Regions from separate parts of the Sus scrofa genome. Here regions 1, 2 and 4 are each linked to region 3. Evidence: chromatin contacts called from public Hi-C, HiChIP or PLAC-seq and promoter capture Hi-C data. All regions are on one chromosome and are shown on one strand. The core of a region is the stretch at or near the end of the contact, and the rest is flanking DNA. Distances in the headings are between cores, read along the strand shown.

What was found. Promoter capture Hi-C pulls out the DNA fragments that hold promoters and counts their contacts. A called contact is a pair of places that touch in the nucleus more often than the background predicts. HiChIP or PLAC-seq counts read pairs in DNA pulled down with a chosen protein or histone mark.
Region 1: a promoter capture Hi-C map of liver shows a contact between it and region 3, with 16 times the contacts expected there. The contact joins the enhancer-like site here to the promoter of MAML2 in region 3. A contact is called at or near these places in 5 of 5 promoter capture datasets (fetal liver, fetal skeletal muscle, liver and 1 more), 18 of 47 Hi-C or Micro-C datasets (alveolar macrophages, blood, embryonic fibroblasts and 11 more) and 2 of 2 datasets of contacts at active chromatin or transcription factors (alveolar macrophages and skeletal muscle).
Region 2: a contact with region 3 is called in an H3K27ac HiChIP or PLAC-seq map of alveolar macrophages. The contact joins the promoter of MTMR2 here to the promoter of MAML2 in region 3. A contact is called at or near these places in 3 of 5 promoter capture datasets (fetal liver, fetal skeletal muscle and liver), 7 of 47 Hi-C or Micro-C datasets (embryonic fibroblasts, heart right ventricle, liver and 3 more) and 2 of 2 datasets of contacts at active chromatin or transcription factors (alveolar macrophages and skeletal muscle).
Region 4: a Hi-C map of omental adipose tissue shows a contact between it and region 3, with 1.7 times the contacts expected there. The contact joins the enhancer-like site here to the promoter of MAML2 in region 3. A contact is called at or near these places in 3 of 5 promoter capture datasets (fetal liver, fetal skeletal muscle and liver), 6 of 47 Hi-C or Micro-C datasets (embryonic fibroblasts, heart right ventricle, mesenteric adipose tissue and 3 more) and 2 of 2 datasets of contacts at active chromatin or transcription factors (alveolar macrophages and skeletal muscle).

The regions. Positions count from the first base shown.
Region 1 is chr9:28,077,467-28,081,690 of Sscrofa11.1, forward strand. The region is part of intron 2 of MAML2 (mastermind-like protein 2); the gene reads right to left. Among named protein-coding and RNA genes, the nearest start is that of MTMR2, 110 kb to the left of the region's middle. Within about 2 kb of position 2,450, at least 33 of the 83 cell types and tissues checked have an H3K27ac peak or open chromatin away from gene starts, as enhancers often do. A contact at or near this core is called in alveolar macrophages, fetal liver, liver and 5 more, where this site is marked.
Region 2 is chr9:27,971,100-27,975,880 of Sscrofa11.1, forward strand. It overlaps MTMR2 (myotubularin-related protein 2), which reads right to left and starts at 3,349. Exons shown (of 16, transcript XM_003357252.4): 1 at 3,034-3,349.
Region 3 is chr9:28,370,985-28,375,570 of Sscrofa11.1, forward strand. MAML2 (mastermind-like protein 2) reads right to left here and starts at 1,998. Exons shown (of 4, transcript XM_021102335.1): 1 at 1-1,998. The coding sequence starts at 214.
Region 4 is chr9:28,024,209-28,028,756 of Sscrofa11.1, forward strand. The region is part of intron 2 of MAML2 (mastermind-like protein 2); the gene reads right to left. Among named protein-coding and RNA genes, the nearest start is that of MTMR2, 52 kb to the left of the region's middle. Within about 2 kb of position 2,628, at least 15 of the 83 cell types and tissues checked have an H3K27ac peak or open chromatin away from gene starts, as enhancers often do. A contact at or near this core is called in mesenteric adipose tissue, omental adipose tissue, retroperitoneal adipose tissue and 1 more, where this site is marked.

The DNA of each region.
Region 1 (4,224 bases), core at 1,200-3,699, 290 kb before region 3:
GCTTAAGAACTACCTGCTGGATGCTGCAGGCTGGTTTAGTGTCATGGTGGCTTCCTTTGGGTAACACGAGAGGTGTAACTTTTTGGGAAGGGATCTGGAACAAATGAGGTTTCTTATAGTGCCTTCTTATAGTGCCTTTTATCTGTATAAACTCAATTTCTATTTTTTTTTCCTCTCTTTTTCTAAGGCCACAACTGCAGCATATGGAAGTTCCTGGGGTAGGGGCTGAAATCATAGCTGCAGCTGCTGGCTTATGCCACAGCCACAGCAATGCTGGATCTGAGGCTGGCAACACCGGATCTTTAACCCTTTGAGTGAGGCCAGGGATTGAACCCACGTCCTCACAGAAACTATGTGGGGTTCTTAACCTGCTGAGCCACAATGGGAACTCCTAAACTCAAATTATTTTGTCCATCCATCTACCCATCCAGTCTACCAAAGATCCAGCATTTATTCAGAGTCTACAAATGTGCCAAGCATTGTGCTAGATACAAGAAATATACAAGGTCCTTTCTCTTAACTAGCCCCCATATTTTATGGAACTAAGAGATATATATTGATTATTTAGTAATAATAATAATAGTGGTCAATATTTCTTAAATACCAGATACTATGTTAAGCCCTTGACATTCATCTTCTCATTTAATCCTTAGCAAGAAAAAAGTAGATATTCTATATATTTTGCAGACAATGAAAATGAGGTACAGAGAGGTTGCCTCAAAGTTATAGCTCCAGTGTGGAGTTTGAACTCAGGCAGTCTGACCTAAACAGTACATCATTTACTGTGGTGTGCACCTTGATAATAGTTAGCTGTTATTAATATTTACTAAGCTATTTTCACATGGAAACAAATAAGGGAATCAGAAGCCCATCTCCTCTTTGCCACACCTTAGTGCCTCAGATTTAATCCGCTTCTGCCCAGTCTTTACTAAACATGGCCTTGACCACCAAAAGCTTCATACAACCATCTTCTATGAAGGCGCTCTTGGCTCCCCATCTCCTACGATGCCTGAAAGCCTGCCAATTAAAATCCGAGTTAACAAGCAACTACCCAGGAGCAATCAGGATAACCAGGGATATAGTGAAGGGCCAAAAAAAAAAAAAGCAAAAATTTACCTGGATCTCTCTGTGTATCAGACTTATTCTTTCTCCAGAGAAGGCATTAGCTACTCTCTGAGCCAACCTAACCAGCTTCCTCTCCCGGTTCTGAAGGCCTTGGCTCACAGTTGGGCAAAAGTGAGAACTGTGACATTTTCTGTCTCCAATGATTCCCTTTAGAAACCAGATTACGAGACAAAATAATGTCTTTGAAGTGACAAGCACTGTGCCTGTCACTCAATAAACCACAGCTATTATTATTCTTTCTATGTTGCCTGCAAAATGTTGAAAATTATCAGAAAGGCGGACACCTCAGTGGCTTTAGCACCTAGTATATCCTTTTTAATCATAATCTCCGTATGTCTGTCAGGAACATTCGTTAGGTACGCACTGGGTGGGCTGCGGGGTAGCAGAGGCAATAAAGAGATCCTTCAGGTCCTTCGGGATGCTTCTGACACACTTAGGAACACAGGCTGGGAAATCTAAAGGTGCCTCACAAACCCTTACCAAGAGCACCTGCCACGTAGCAATTTCCAGCTTTCCTAGTCTCCTCCAGGAAGGGGGCTGACTGGTCTGCAGAGGAAGCTTGCTATTATTAATACTGACTAAGCTGTTTCCACGTAGAGATAAATAAGGGAATCAGAAGTCAATCTCCCCTTGGACACACCCCATCACCTCAGATTTAACTACTCCACTCTGCTTCTCCAGACTTCCCTAAACATGGCCTTGACCGGCAGCCAACCCAGCTCAGTCCTAAACCTTTGGTCAGGAGGAGAAACCATAATGCTGGACTGTGATACTTTTCTGTTCACCAGAGTGGATTTAACTACTCCACTCTGCTTCTCCAGACTTCCCTAAACATGGCCTTGACCAGCAGCCAACCCAGCTCAGTCCCAAACCTTTGGTCAGGAGGAAAACCCATAATGCTGGACCGTGACTCCTTTCTGTTCACCAAGGACTGTCCGCGTCTGGCCTGTCTGGATCTCGGGACCCAGGCCAGTTTCCTACTCTGGGATTTCCTTCGACTCCTAAAAGAACAAAGAAATTCTCCCTGTATTCCACTTCCAGAGAGGCTCAGGTCTCTCTGAAGATTCAGGACCTAGCCTAGATTTTGAAATCTTGAGCTCTTGTGCTTCTTTGACCAGGATGAGTCCCAGAGCCAAAAATAATGCGGGACAAAAGATCTCAGGAAAAGGCCCACGTTGGGTCATGGGCTTGTCTGGCCTGGAAGTCCGGGCTGAGGCTTAGGGGCTGGTCTGTCGGAGACGTGGACATCAAAGGACGGACAAACCCGAACCCCACTCAGTTCATTCAGCAAACATTTACCAAGCAGGTACTGTGCTATACCCCGTGGGCGGCAAGTTGACAAAGACAAGGTGCCTTCCCTTGAGGAATTCAGAGTCATTTATGGTTCATGTAACATCAAACACAGCCATCAGTTTCTCAGAAAAAAACAAAAACAAGAACAAAACCCCACCACATTGATTCTCAAACTCTCGCAGTAGAAATGCTCAGTTTCCTCTAGCCCAGAGTTCTAAAATGTCTGACTCAATGAAGAAAAATGCCATCAACTGCCACCAGAGCCTCCCCAAATGAGAATTCTGTAGCAGAGTGATCCTGATTATCTCAGAAATCCCAGGCAGAAATGGAAGCAATATAAATAAACATAAAAGAAAATAGAGGTGCTGTAACACAACTATAAATTGCTTTTCTCCCCGACTTTCTTCCAATCATCCAGGGCAAAAGAGGGAAGTTGGTCTCTGTGGCAGAGAATAGACCAGCAGCTGTTCTATATCCTGCCAAGAGGAGAGAGACTTCTTATAAATAATAGCCAACAATATGTCCTCTGGGACCAGAGATTCAGCCAGTTGGAGGGGGGGAGGGCGGAGGGGAGAGGGAGGGTTAATGGGATGGGGGGTGACCGACACAGCAGAGGGCGAATTAGGAGAAACCCTATCAAATTTTCCTGTGTACTTATGTTTCTATTACCTCATTAGGGTGATTACATAATGCCACTCCATTTATAAACTGCAAGGGAAGTAAGGGCAGCATCCTCATTAGCAGAGGCTGATGCGAGACATTAACATACCAGGCAGTCATGTGGGCAAACAATGAAGATGTTCGCAGAACATCTTTTCTTTCTCTCTTCATCGCTTTGGTATTTTGTCTGCTCCTTCCCTCCCTTTAGCCATATATGTGGATCTGTGGCTCAGACCTGAAGCCGACCACGTGGGCGCCCTCGTATTGAGAGCGCTTCATGTGAGAGAGGTATGGCATCGCTTTTACTGCTTTATGCTCTATTAGGAGGGAGAAAAAAGAACCATCTTAGAGCCATGTAGGGGTCTCTCCTTGAAAACTCCACAGAGGGCTTCCAGCCAGATGCAGACTGAAGTTCGGAAATGTCTTACTTCCTAGGAGCTTTTTCCACTTTTCCTGGACTCTGACTTGTCCTGATTCGAAGTTATAGCTCTAGATGGGGATATTTTGAGGGGCTGCTGTTTCTGGATATAGTACTAATTTGCATCTCAATTTTAAAAAGAGCTCACTCGGACAGTAAAATTCACTAAGTAATATTTAATAAAAGAGGACACTGAGTCCCTAAAAGGTGAAACAACTGGCTCAGATAATCAGAGGAGGAGCCCAGGCTGGAAGCCAGCATCAACAGGAGTTCCACAGAAAGGGACTGTAATTTACAATTTCTAAGAGAGGTTGGATTGAGTGTCTGCTTTACCATGGACTCATCTAATGAGGGGATGGTGTGGGCCACGAGGGGGTGTTAGGTAGAGACTGATCTTTTCACGGTCCCTTGGAGGAAGAATTAGCTGTTTAGCTTATATTTATGTCTTATATGTGGTTTTAATTTGATATACCACCTTTTATTCTTACATAACACTATTTCATCTCTCTCTCTCTTTTCCTTTTCTCTTATATTATCTCTGGCTTTAATTTCGGGCACTCCCAAATGCATTATTGCAAAGTTATCCTTTTTCTGAAGGTGAGCACTTATTTCACGTTTGTTCTTATGATTGGAAAACTAGGTGAAAAGTCCAGGGGATCTAGCACTGTGCAAGAACAGGAAGGGGTATCTATATTCAGATTAGGAAGAAAATAAATGGAAACATTTGG
Region 2 (4,781 bases), core at 2,099-4,598, 400 kb before region 3:
AATTTTTTTTCATAAACAATTTTCCAGAGTTCCCGTCATGGCTCAGTGGTTAATGAATCCAACTAGCAACCATGAGGCTGCGGGTTCGACTACTGGCCTTGCTCAGTGGGTTGAGGATCCCCCGTTGCTGTGGCTCTGGCGTAGGCCAGCGGCTACAGCTCTGATTCGACCCCTAGCCTGGGAACCTCCATATGCCGAAGGAGCGGACAAGAAACGGCAAAAAGACAAAAACGAAACAAAACAAAACAATTTTCTTTGTAACTAAACTCAGCAGAAATGTGTTAGTGTGTGAAAGACAGTCTGTAACACAGGAAACAGTATTACTAATATTCTGCAGGAGATATGAGAACAATTTCACAAGGCAATTTCCTAAATGAAAACGAAAATTTCCCAATTGTATAAAACAAACACATAACCACAATTAAAGGGTGAGATTTCTGCAAAAGGCTGAGACAATACAGTTCAAACACCAATATTTTCCTTTATCATAGGCTAACAACAGTAATAAACTTGATCTGGCTAGCCGCTTAACACAGCTATTATAACCATACTGTCCACCATCCCTGTGTATTAGAATCACCTGTGATTGACTATTACCCCAGATTAAGTTTAAAATTAAGCTTTCTAACAATTGTCTACAACGCAGCTATTCTACAATGTTGATTAAAAAGAGTGTCACAAATAGGTGTAATGATTCAGAAACAAAGATATGAAAGAATTCAGTAAGGTCAATTCCATTCAGTAGCCATTCAATAAATGTTATTTTTCTACCTTCCAAAGAAGAGGAATGAAAGCTGGCATTTTACTCCTCATATTTTCATCCAGAGAGGCTGAAGCTAAGCTAACATACTCTAGTCCAAATTCAAGTTCTTAATTTTCTCAAATTCATATATAATATGTTTCATTAAGAAGTTACGATATTTATAAACTTTAAAGTTGCTGGGTTGTTTTTTTTTTTTTTTTGGAAATAAATGTGCTTAGGTGGCAAATTAGGTACATTAGTTTGTAATAATAACACACATTTATTTAGTGTAATCCCAAAAATCCATAACAGGAGTTCCCGTCGTGGCTCAGCGGAAAGGAACCCAACTAGTATCCATGACAATGTGGGTTCAATCCCCGGCCTCGCTCAGTGGGTCAGGGATCCCGCGTTGCTGTGGCTGTAGGCCAGCAGCTACAACTCAGATTCGACCCCTAGCCTGGGAACTTCCAGGTGCCGCAGGTGTGGCCCTTTTAAAAAAAAAAGCAAAAAAATCCATAACAAAGGTTATTATCATTAAGTATTATCATTAGGATAAAGTATTATTATTAAGATAAAGAATGACAGAATTTTAAAGCTCCAAGGGACCTTACCGGTTTTCTAGATAAACCCCCTTATTTCCAAAGATGAGAAAAATGCAAATCAGAAGGTTAAGACACAGCCCAAATCACTGGCTAAGCCAGGTCTTTAAAAGAGACTGAGCCTGACTTAGCACTTTCTAACAAGACTATGCTGCCTCCTGTGGTTCCAAATCCTCTCACTTGGATGAGATTACTAGTTGCCACATTTGTCTTTACATTCTATCCTGAGCCACAGTTGTCATTTGTAACTTTCCCATAAAATTATAATTTTCCAACCTGTTTCCTGAATGATTTGACAGCTGAGTATAATCCCCAGCTTTCTAGATTTCATAGTAATAAACATAAACCTGAAAAATACTTGAAACAAGTATACACTATACATAATCACACAAAGAAAAATTTTTCTCTCCTGGGTATTCAATCTACAAATTCAAAAATGCATTTAATAAGCATCTCTGACAGACAGGGTCTCTGTTAAATGCTGGTGATATGAAGATAAATAAGATATACTCCTCATCCTCAGTAGTTTATAGCCTAATAGAGAAGACAATTAAACCAGCAATTACACTCTGCTTGTTAAGGACGCTGAAAGATAGCTGGGCAGGTTGCTATTAACCAGTATAGGAAAAGAATCTAATTTAGAATGGTGGGACCAGCTTATGAGTTCCTGAACAGCAACAGGAAAAAAAAGTGGTAGTATCACGCAGGTTTAGCAGAGTCCAAAATGAATTATGAGACACAACAACTTCAACTCACAAGGAAAAAAAAGAAAATTATGTTTTCACACAATGGCTTAGTAACTCTCTAATAACTATTTCTTGAAAATAATTTGATTTCATTGCGGCTATATAACAATTACAAATCTTTTTAATTTCCTAATAAAATTTTAAATCACAATCTGAAAACCCAAAGAAAAAAACTGCATCAGAAACATACATATGTAACATTTACGACAGCTCCCTGCGAAGCTGCATACTAAAATTCTGCTCAAAATTCCAGGGGAAAAAAATCCCATTTAGTACATGAGAAATAACCTGGAGAACCGATGGCCCAAGAAGGGAGAAAACTACCACTCATCAGTTAATCAGGAATAATGACTTTCAGCTGTAAGATTTAGACCAGAAACGCACAGCGGTGGGGCATTTTTACTTACATTTAAAACAAAGTTGGGGGGATGGAGATTGGAGTGTAAGGAAAACTGTAAAAAAAATAAAATAAAATAAGAGAAGGGAAAGTGAGGAAAAGGTGAGAAAGAACCCAAAAACCAAACGACGGATGAAAGAAAAACTAAAGGCTGGTTCTGGAAAGAGTGGTCAAGAGACGAAAAAAAAAAAAAAAAAGGCAGGGAGGAAATGAGGGAAAAGGGGAGAGAGCTGGGGGAAGGGCTGTTCCAAGAAATGAATTTAGAGGCAATAAGCGATCAGAGAAAGCAAAGGAATGGCTCCTGCAACTGCGAATAAAACGACATGAGAATATGGGGGTGGGACTGATAAAGAAGCAATGAGTTTTAATCTCCTCTTTCCCAGTCTCCAACCCCCAGTGAGGGAGGAAGAAGCGGTTTCCAGTCCTAGGAAAGGAATTCCGGCGCAGCCTTCTTGAACCAGAATCCAGAATTGGGGTACCATCCAGCAGATCCCCGGCCCCTCTCCATCCCCCTCGGACGCTAGGCGGGGCCCTGGGCGTCCCGGTTACCTGGACAGGGAATCCACGCTGGGCGGCCGTGCTACCACCGGCTGGGAGCCAAGACTCTCGCAGCTCGAGCTTTTCTCCATGGCTCGGCGGGGATAGCGGGAGGAAAAAGCTGCAGCGACCTTCTCGGCTACCGGGCAGAAGGAGCGGAGGGTGGAGTGCGTCGGGGAAGGACCGCGGTCAGGCCCGCGCCGGCCCGGGAGGGAGACCGGAAGCGGCCATGTTCCCCCAGCCTGCACCGCGCGCGGGGGCTGCCGGGGAGCCGGCGGACCCCGCGGCGCCCCTCGGTCGACTGCTTTGACGCGGCTCGCGCACTTGCGCAGTAACGGGGCGGGGGGGAAAGGCAGGTGAAGGAGATGAGCTGCTAATATCACTACCTACTTCGTAAGAGTTGTTACTGGATGGAATGGACTAATATGTATAAACAGTTTGTAGCACCACTTCAAAAACGGTAGCTGTAGGCAGGGAAGCTATAGGCAGGGGGCAGAGAAGTAAGACGTGATTGATGTGAGAGGGTAATGTGAAATATATGACAAGTAGGGGAAAAAGTTAATGCTCATCGTTCTATTTCCATTGCATCCCTGAGCCAGCATTGTAGAGAGGGCACTAGAAAAGAAGCTGAAACTTTAAGCCCTGCTGTGATTTGAATTGAAGTCTGTGTGATCTAGAAGTATCTGAAGGAAAAAATCACTTTGGAATTAATCCATTGTCCACACAGAAAGGTATGGGAAGAGGAAATGGGGAGGGAATTGTTAAATGTACCAAAAAATTAGACACATATACCACTGGGTGCAGTGGTGTCGGATAGAGGGCAAACTTGTAGGGATCTTTCCCTGCCCTCTCAAATTCCCAGGCAGGGCAGGAAGGGAGGGGAGAGTAATAGAACTGTGATAAGAGAACAGGAACTGGGTGAAGGGGAAATGCTTCTGCTGGTAATTTTCTGTTACAGAGGATAAAGGAAGGACATAGAAAGGATACCAAAAAGAATTTTGTTGATTGAGACTGAGTCTCCATCACCTGACGTATATGGTATAAAAATATGCGAAGATTATTTTTGTAAAAATTTAGCCAGTCATTTTATAAACAAAACAGTTCCCTGCTAAGATAAATGGCATTATGTTGATTTAAACTAGATTTAATGTATACTGACAACTAATGTTTTTAAGAAAATCTTGAAGTGTAGGGCCAGTGAAATACGAATTTGCGAGTACATTCCCCTGAAAAACCACCAGCCTGGTTGTGTTCCACATAAACTAGGGTGTTTATTAATATGAATGAACATACATTTAAGCAAAAAGACTTGGCCTTTCTCTTCCAGCTTGGCAGGGACAGGATGGCATTTGTAAAGAGATCTCATTTGTAAAGAGATCTTAATTGTATTTCTTAACCTTAACTGATAGGCAAAGAGAAGAGGTGTTTGAGAATTCTTAACAAGCATAAACATCTACAATGAGTCATAAAAGAATCTGCTTATTGCTTCTCCACCCCTACTTACCCTCCAAAATGCTGGCTCACTGTCACATTATACCTTGACATAGATTTTTCCAAGCTAAATTTGGTAAGGACTTAAATCCTTAAATAGTAGACCCATATTCTTTCTACTACTCAGTTAATTTCTAGCAGCATTGCCTTCACAGAGCGCTTGAAACCATCTGCCTGATAGTATAATAGTTTGTGTATGTGTTTATTTGATGATTAATAAAGAACAATAATGTTAAGTGTAAAGACTTCGAAACCAGACAAATCTGAAA
Region 3 (4,586 bases), core at 748-3,247:
TCTCTCTTTCCCGGTCTGAGCTCTCAGCTCTACCCCGCTCGTAGCGTCCTTCACAGCTCAGGTGGTGCTGGCGGCAGACGGCGATCCGAGCCCGAAGGCGCTCCACTATGGCACTGTGCACCCTAGGGGTGACCGAGCCCCCTCCAAGGAGCCCCGCCCCAGGGGCCCCCCCTAACCCTCCTGTGGGGGCCTGCGGGGGCGCTGTGTCCCCCATCTTACTGGACACAATGATTGCTGCCTCTGGGATGGTGAGGGGGAAGGAGGCAATGGCTGGTTATTGCAGGCAAATCTGCTTTTGACAATGTGCGCGCTCAGTGTTCAGGGCCACATGAATAGAGGTCTTCAGAGGTTTGGAGGGGGGACGGGGAGAAGGTATGGGGGAGGGGAGTTAGTAAAAAGAGGGTGAGGAGAAAGAATGGAAACCAATGGCAGAGGCTAAGTGGGAAACAAACCCTGATCAACTTACTCTAATTGCACTTGACAGCTCTGGAGAAGTTGGCCAGAGTTAGTGGGGGCTTTCCCCCCACCAAGCTGACAAGAGCCACTAGGTACTTTGTAAACACAAGATGGGGGGGGCGAGGGTAGAGCAAGAATTCAGGGATGGTCAAGCGAGAGACAGAAACAGACAGCAAAGGGAAATGAGAGAGGTGTTAATAGAGAGCTGGCCCCCCCCTCACCTAGTTGTTTCCGAAGATTCTTTATGGGGTTGTTTCTGCAGAGAAACACATTTCTACCATGATCTATGTAACCCACAGCATTTACTTTTCCTCAGGTTTTTTTTTTTTTTTTTAAAGTGCTGTTTCAGACGCTTTTTGAAGTCAATGCTCAAAACGTACAAAAATCAAGAGAGACTGTCTTTTGGCTTTTAATTTTTCCTCCCTTTCCCTTCGCTCCGGTGTTTTCTCCTCTTGGGGGGGGGGGTACTGTAGGATGTTGTCTTCTCCCCAAAGAGGGAGACGGCTTTTCAATTGTTAATGTCAGTAATTGGACTTTTGGACCATGCTTTTTTCTTCAGCTAATCCAATCACCGGTAAAAATCCTCATTCCCTCTAAGGTTTCCCAGCCTTAAATGAAAGCAGTCTGAAGTCACTAGCCACTGAGAAGAGAATCCTTCAACACATTTTTTTTTCCTTTCCCGCTTACGTTTCTATTCCTCACCCCCGGCTCGATTCTAATACAGTATCAAGAGAGACAAACTCTTCCGAGAGTAATTTACAAACGATGGTCAAACTTACAAACTTCCAGCAAATTGCACCGAGTCATGTCCAGCCACTTTTCTGTCCACTTTTGTACATTCCATCCCCGGCCAGTGGATCTGAGGGTCTGGACTCTCAATAAGCAATGTGGTTCTACCTCTTGGATTGCTCCGCTTTAGAGATGGAAAAGAAAGTAGCTGGTCTTTTCCTTTCTCTTTCCCGTCTGTTGTTCGCCGCTTGGCTGACACTGGCTCCGCTGCCCGGAGTCACGGCGATACACAGGCTTTCATTGTGCTCCGATAGGAGAGGGAGAGAAAGAGAGTGAGACAGAGGGAGAAAGAGAGAGCCAGCGAGCTGCAGAGGGGGGTGGGGGGGCGGAGGGCGGGGGGAGAGCTGGCCCGAGGCTCCCTGGTGGAAGGCGGGTGCCACTGCACGGGCGAGCCAGGCGGCCGGCGCCGGGGAAAGGGGAACGCAGAGGGCCTCCCAGCGGCTGAAGAGGTGAATCCCAAAGCCTGCGCATCTCCGCGGCGCGCGCAGCTCGGCCTCCGACTGGGCTCGGGGGTGGGGGAGGGGGGAAGGCTGGGGAAATTCCCCAGCCTCTACCCGACGACTTCACGAGCTCGAAACGTTGAAGAAATTCCCGCCCAGGGAATGTATTTTCCCATGCAGACCTCCGTTCTCCCCGCCCTTGCCCCCGAGGATGTCATTTTCATTTTTCAATATGTTGTCGATGACACCCCTGAGCACCTTAGCGAGAGTTGGGTGAGCACGGAGGAAACGCTCATTCGTGTCAGGGAGACACAGGGTGTGTGCGCGCGGGTCGGGGAGGGGGGGAGGGTGGGGGAGGGGAGAGGAACTCGCACCCTCAGCTCCTAAAGGGCAGGAGAGTGTCAGTCTACCTGCCCGCCTGTGGTGTGCGTCTCTGATAAGTCAATAGGGGATTACGAGCGAATCAGTAGCAATAAAAATAAAATACTCTACCATGGTGAAATTACCAATACCAGTTCTAGAAGGGGAAAAAAAAAGATTTCCTTGAAAATACAAGTTTGCCTACGACGAACCAAAAATGCAAGATCTGAGGTCTCCACAGCTGTCCGATTTACATCTATAATGAGGAAAATCATTCCGTTAGCAGTAGTTTCAAGAAGTTTAATAACACAAACCAAATCTCAGACACTGAATGTTGTCCCCTCTTCAGACAATCCTACCTTTAAGGTCTCCAAAAGTATACTGAATTCTGTTTGTTGTCAGTTACGGAGAATAAATTAAGATGAGCACACTGTTATTATAATCAGGACCATAAATGTTCTATGTATCCTAACTTGGAAGTCATTTCAATTTGAGGTCTCAAGCAATGGGGCTTTTTTAATCTAAACCAACTCTGCCATTTCAATAACACGGTCCTACTTCAAACTGAGTTGAAGAGAAATGAATGGGCAAAATCAAAGCAAACATTTTAAGACTGGATTTATCTATAGTTTAGTTCTCTTTAGGCTGGCCTACATTGGTCCATTTCATTTTCACAAATCCTGGAATGTTAGTTTGGAACCAGGAACAAGTGCATTCTGATGGCATATAACTTTGCTACTTTTCATTGGAACATATTTTATCTGTCTCTTCCAAGGCTAAGTTCCTCACCACTCAAGAAGAAAGGCAGAAATATATTGTTGTTGGGTATGCAAATTTGAATAGAGAATTCCCTCTATTAAAAAGAATTCCTCATTAAAAAGTGAATGAGTTTCGATCATATTACATTTTTTTAAAGGTGCATCCATTAGACATTACTTTCTTTCTACCACTCCTGACACTTTATATCCAGCAGTAATACTTGACAAAAGAGAAAAAATTAAATCTAAAACTTACCATTCACTGTACAGTCCTGCAATAGCATGGGTTTTGATTAATAACAGAGTCCTTAGTCAAATCTGCAACTCTTATATAAACTTTGATTTCTATGCTAGATAGGGACATACCTTAAGAACTTGGTCAAGCAAGAATTTGATAAATTTTCATTCTATATTCTAATGGTGTAGGACACTCCTCTACAATGTCTTTTATACACATTTAAACTTATGGCCATTTGATTTCAAGCTGACGTCATCATCCACATCCTCATTTCCATTCACATCAGTTACTATTTATTTACACTCAGTTTCAGGCACAGTACTTCCCTGATTTCTCCCTTAATCTACCCAAATCCTGAGGGAGAGGTATTACTAACTCCACCCAGAAATGAAGAAACTGAGGCTCATCAAAATCAAAACTATTTACATTAAACTAACTAGGAAGTAACAGATTAGGACTTGAACTCAAGACTGATTTCAAACCTATGCTCTCTTAACCACTGGGCTTGCTGCCTCAGTATCAAGTGTGAAAAGAGTTACAGGGAAACCAGACTATCCCCAAAATAGCTCAAGGGCTGTAATTACACTTCAATCAACATGCTGGAGTCTAAGTCCTATAATACCTCCAAGAAATGAGTAGTGAATAGAACTACTCATCTGAATATGGGAGCAGACAAGTGAGAAAATAGTCAATTACATCCAGCTGCCAATAAAATAAACATTACTTTTTTCCTTGTCTTTCTCTTTTTTATGGAACTGTTCCCTCTTATAACCCTAATGCTTCTGTATAGCCCTATGAATTTTTTCAAGCATTCCTTTTTATTTGTCTATTTGTCTTCCTCATCATCTCTGCCATCCATGGTTACCTGACACAAAGCATTTAACACTACAGTAATAAATGCTCAGATCTAAAAAGTTTATGACATGTCAGATTTATAAATTACAAACTACTCTTGTTATGTAAAATCAATGCTCTTGATGATGATGATAAAATAATACAGTATATCATAATACCCGCAAAAGTTAATTCCAATTTTTCAACATTTCTATTTTCTTCTACACTATGTGCCTCTGGCCCTGTGATCCATGCAAATTCTCACTTCCTGATAGCCTGTCTCTTTGCCATTCTTTTGGTGTTATCATGTACACAAAAGCCTCTTGTACTCTCCAAACATCCACTGAAGAAGCTTGCTAGGTTGCTGTGACCTCAGACATGAGCAAAACTACCTATTAGCGTTTCCTGATCAACAGTCAGAATGCTGTTCTAACAGGAAAAATGCTTCAAACCAACAAGAGGCCTGACCTAGGAACTCGGTCAGCTGCCATCGCAAGTCCCTAAAATCATTAGAGCCTTAATTTTTATGAATTAACTGCATGTGATTAAAAAGAATAAATTTTTTAAAATTTCCAGTTGGAACTCTCACTCTTCAGCTGTCTCAAGTTTGTCTGTAGTGCACATATGAGAAGAAGGGATACTTCCAGGGTCATCCAAGATACTTTAACGATCATTCTTTCCTTTTCCTTGGCCATCTTTTTACACAAATCA
Region 4 (4,548 bases), core at 1,378-3,877, 350 kb before region 3:
AGGTAGTATGCCTAGTGCTTAAATACAGTTAAAACTTTTTAATCCCTGTTTTATCTAGCACAAGACAGCTAGACCAATGAAAGCATGTCTATATTCTTTTAATAAAGTTCTGCCAATTATCAAGCCATAGCTTTAGAACTATCTTCACTCTACTCATATTCATTCAATTCATTCATTCAACAGGTATTTGTTGAGCCTCAACTATGTATAATGCATTCTTCAGGGCTTGGAGAATCAAAGACCACGCAGCCTGCTGGTTAAACTCCTCAGTTTATCTATACTTCCAAGTTTTCCAACTGGACTCCAGAAACAAAATTTATCTTTCAGAATGATCTCAAAGATGTTAGGAGACTGAGACAGGATAGGACCTGGGACCTGGGACCCTTTGCTGCAGTAGCTGCAGTGCTTGCACCTGGACAAACATCTCCTCAGGCAACAAAATACAAAGAAACTGTAAGGGATAAAAATAACTGCGACATGTCCAGTTGGAACAAATTAGGGGCAAGAAGATACAAAAAATTAAAAACCCAATTGCTGCTTGTGAAGAGCTGAGAGCAAAAGCAGGGTAATAGACATGCTCTGTGCACACACCACCACCAAAGAGGAGGGCAGACTACCTAAGACACCTCTCTGTCCCAACCCTGGGACCTGACCCTACCCTCACCCTGTATAAGGAACCAACTCTCTCCCCACCCACCCCTCCGCACCCACCCTTGTGAGCAAGCAGGCAAGGGCATCTGTTGTTTGTTGTTGCTGCCCCTCTGCTATATATAGCAGGGGCTGGAGTAAAGGCTCCTGAGTTTTCCTGTCTGGCTTCTCAACAATTTCCATTGATTAAAAAGGCCAAGAGCCCAGGATAGTCACAAGACCATCTGGTAGATTATATATGCAATGACCCAACCTTTTAGTGGGACAAATCATCATGTTCACAAGGGAGCAGCAGAGTGTAAGGATGATATAAGTTTATAGGAAGCTGGATGCATGTTTTAATATATGGAAAATATGGTAAACAAATGCTTTACCAAATTTCTTTATTGACTTAAGATCTTTTCCAGGAATCACCCTGGCAAGTGCTAACTCAATGAGCTCACAAATTGTGTCTAAAAAATCTGGCAGAAAATTAAGGGAACATTGGAACTCTTTTAAATGGGAACCCCTTTTTTTCTTTGAGGACAAATTAGCTGTTTTCTGTGTTATCACCTATATTTCTCTTAAAGCCAGTTTGAAGTCCTTTTAAAAAAATATCCAAGTTAGGAATTAGAAACAACCCCCCTTATCCCAGCTCTAACAGCTAATTCACCAATCCCCTCTTCTTTAAAATTTCAGGCATAAATGTTTAAAGAAAGAGTACATATGAAGAAAACCTTGTAAATCTCAGTAATAAACACCAGAGCATAGGTCTGGCCCCTAGCTCTGACTTTGATAAAATGGTTCTGTAAATCATGGTCAATATGTGAGAGATCTTAAAAAAAAATGTTAATAAAAATGCCAGAATTGCCTCTTTCTTTCATTTTAATGGAATGAAAGGGTTGTGTGAAGCAGGATTGATTTCAGCAAAAGTAGAATGGGATCCAATTAGACATGTCCTAAAGCAGCAAACAAAAATATCCCTGGTTTCATTGAAGTATATTGAAATGTTAAGGCTCATTGAATTCAGTCAGTTTTACTATTTAAAGCAGTTTGGTGAGCTGAACAGTGATGCAGTAAGTTTCACAAAGCAAGCAGTTATCAGGCAGGTATTGTTCTCTTAATATTGAAAACAAGTCCCTGAAAAATATTTGTCTTGTTCTGGGTATCTGGGTAAAATGGCTTTCTGTTTCTCTTAACTTATTTTGGAAGGGGGATATATAATGATTTTTTTTTCCCCACAAAAATGAAGTAATGTAAGTTCCTTGGGATCTATGAGAGTATTTTGGCTTGGAATGACTACCCTTTCTTTTTCTTGGCTACCAGAGCTAGGCATCTGCAATTTGCAAAACAAATTCAAGATAAAGTACCCAGCTGGGCAAGTTAGTACAGTAGATCTCACAAACTGGTTTGCCGTTCAATCGATCTTTCTTTTTTCCCTGCTTGTCTCTTTCCCCCTTTCCCTCTTCTTTCCCTGTCCCTGTGAACTAACTGCTCAACTGTTCCTCCGGGCTATTCATCTTTTGAACTGTCTACTTATGAAGCCATTTATTTATCTCTATGCCTGAGAAATAAGTTGCCTTAACTGTTTCAGATTCCCTACAAGATGGCAGGTCCACTTAAGTTGTTTATTTGGGGCATGGATGGTGAGGTGGCTGTGGGTGGCTAAAATACTCGAAAGGCTATTGTTTGACACAACAATGACAATGACAACAAAACAATAGTTGGGAAATCATCCAGGAAACAACTTTTAAACAGAAAGATGGAAGGGATAAAACACTGCTATCTTCAGGTTTCCAGTCATTTATTTGCAGGGTCGCTAAACCATGACCTGACTGGTCAAATCCAACTTACCACCTTTTTTGGTAAATAAAATTTTACTGGAACCAAGCCATACACATTCATTTATATATTGTCTGCGGCTACTGCCACACTGTGACAGAGTTGAATAGCTGTGACAGAGACCTTATGGCCCACAAAGCCTAAAATATTTGCTACTGACCCTCTATGGAAAAAATTTGCTGCCCCTTGCTCTATTTGGCTATCCTAGTCAAATCAGGCTAAGTACTTTGGTCTTTTACATTAAATTGATAAAATGCTTTAGAGAAAAGTACTCAGAAATTCTTGGAATGAACAGGCACGTTGAGAATAAGAAGTATCTATCACGAGGCTTGTTTACAAGAGCCCTCCACTCCAGCTACCATTACAAACAGCAGAAACTAAAAAGCAACTTACAGATCTTTCATCCAACTGCATTTTACAGTTGAAGATACTTCCCAGAAGAGCCAAGGATTTGACTTGTACAAGGTCACAAAACCTAACTAAAAGATAAAGAACCATATCCAAATCCAGGCAAATATATTAAGGAGAAATGACTGGAATAAAGTCTATGAGTTTGAGAGAATTACAGCTTGTCTGGCCTGTTGGGGAGGTGGGAAGTGGGGAGGGGAAATGTTGAAAGGTAGAATATGCAAACACAGGAGGGTGTATTTAGATAGATATTTTTCTTTATCCTTTGCAACTACGAACAGTAGCTGCTTTTCTCTTCTATTTAATGGGGCATTTTTCTTCCCTTGCTCAGAATCTTCCCCACTCTGCAGGGAAGCCCTGATCATACGTTTATAATCTGTTTTGTTCAAATGATTAGAATGAGGTTGTGGTCACTGTAGAGTTCATCCATCAGATGTTACCTAATTTTCAAGTCACCAGGACACTGTGTCTATTCTTAGCCTCTGGGATGGACACTTATTATGGGTTGGCACAGAAGTCCAGTTCCATGAGCGAGGAAGCAGCATTTAGGTGGGAGAGTGGCCAGGAACAAAACGTCAGTGGGTCAGGGTGGAGTGGGAAGAGTTTGGTAACTCAGGGGAAGGAATGAGAAATTTTTCTTAAAAGAGAAACTCTTCAACTTTAGAAGGCCTCTTTGTGGCAGACCTGAAATTTCTGCTTGGTGTGTTAACTTTCTGCCCCTAGAGCAGTGGTTTCAAACTGTTCTTTGGATAACAGAGCCTTTTGAGGATTTCACAAAGTTATGGATTCTGTCTCTCCTCCCCTCCTCTCAAGTACACATACAACTCACAATTTTGTTTACAGTTTCAGGGAGTTTACAAATCTTCCAAACATCCCTAGACCATCCAGAGACCTCAGGTTGAGACTCCACCTCCCATCCCCCAAAGGTTGGTGTTTATGAAAGAAATGAAACAACTTTCCTTTTGGATGCATCCTCCCCATTGCACTCCCAGGTTAAGACTCTTTGCAGCTCCTCATTGCCTTTGGAATCAAGTCCTCACTTCCCCAAATGGTATAGAGATAAGTCCCTCCATGATCTGGCCTCTGAATCTTTCTCCAGCTTCATCTCTCAACACATCCTTTCTTCACTTTATCCTATAGTGATATGATACCACTTGAAATTCTCCAGACTCACAGTTCTTTCTCCTCCTCACATTTTTTGCACATGCTCACATCCCCTCTCTGTGGAACACTCTTCCCCTGCCCCTCCCTCCCAAGCAAATATGCATTCTTTGTAGGCTCAGGTCAGATGTCACTTTTTCAGGACATCCTCTCAGACCTCCCAAGGCTGTTAGTACCCCTCTTTTGTGCTTCCCTAACAGCTAGTACTAGCCGGTTAGGCAGCATTTGTTACTCTGTATCACAATTGCTTGTTTGCTTATATCTCTCGCCATTTTAAATGCTTATAAGGCTGGTATGTTCATCATGATATTCTCAGGGGCCAGGGGATTCTCCATATATGTTTTTGTGTAATTAAAGACATGAATAGATGAAGAAGCAGTGTGAAGTAGAATATGGGGACAGAATTTCTTGCTGCAAGACAGATGGGATGAAAACACTAGGTCTTTTCAAAGGCAACTGGCAAGTCAATGCAGGAGAGAAGGCAAAGGTTGAGCTGAGTTGTTAAATCCA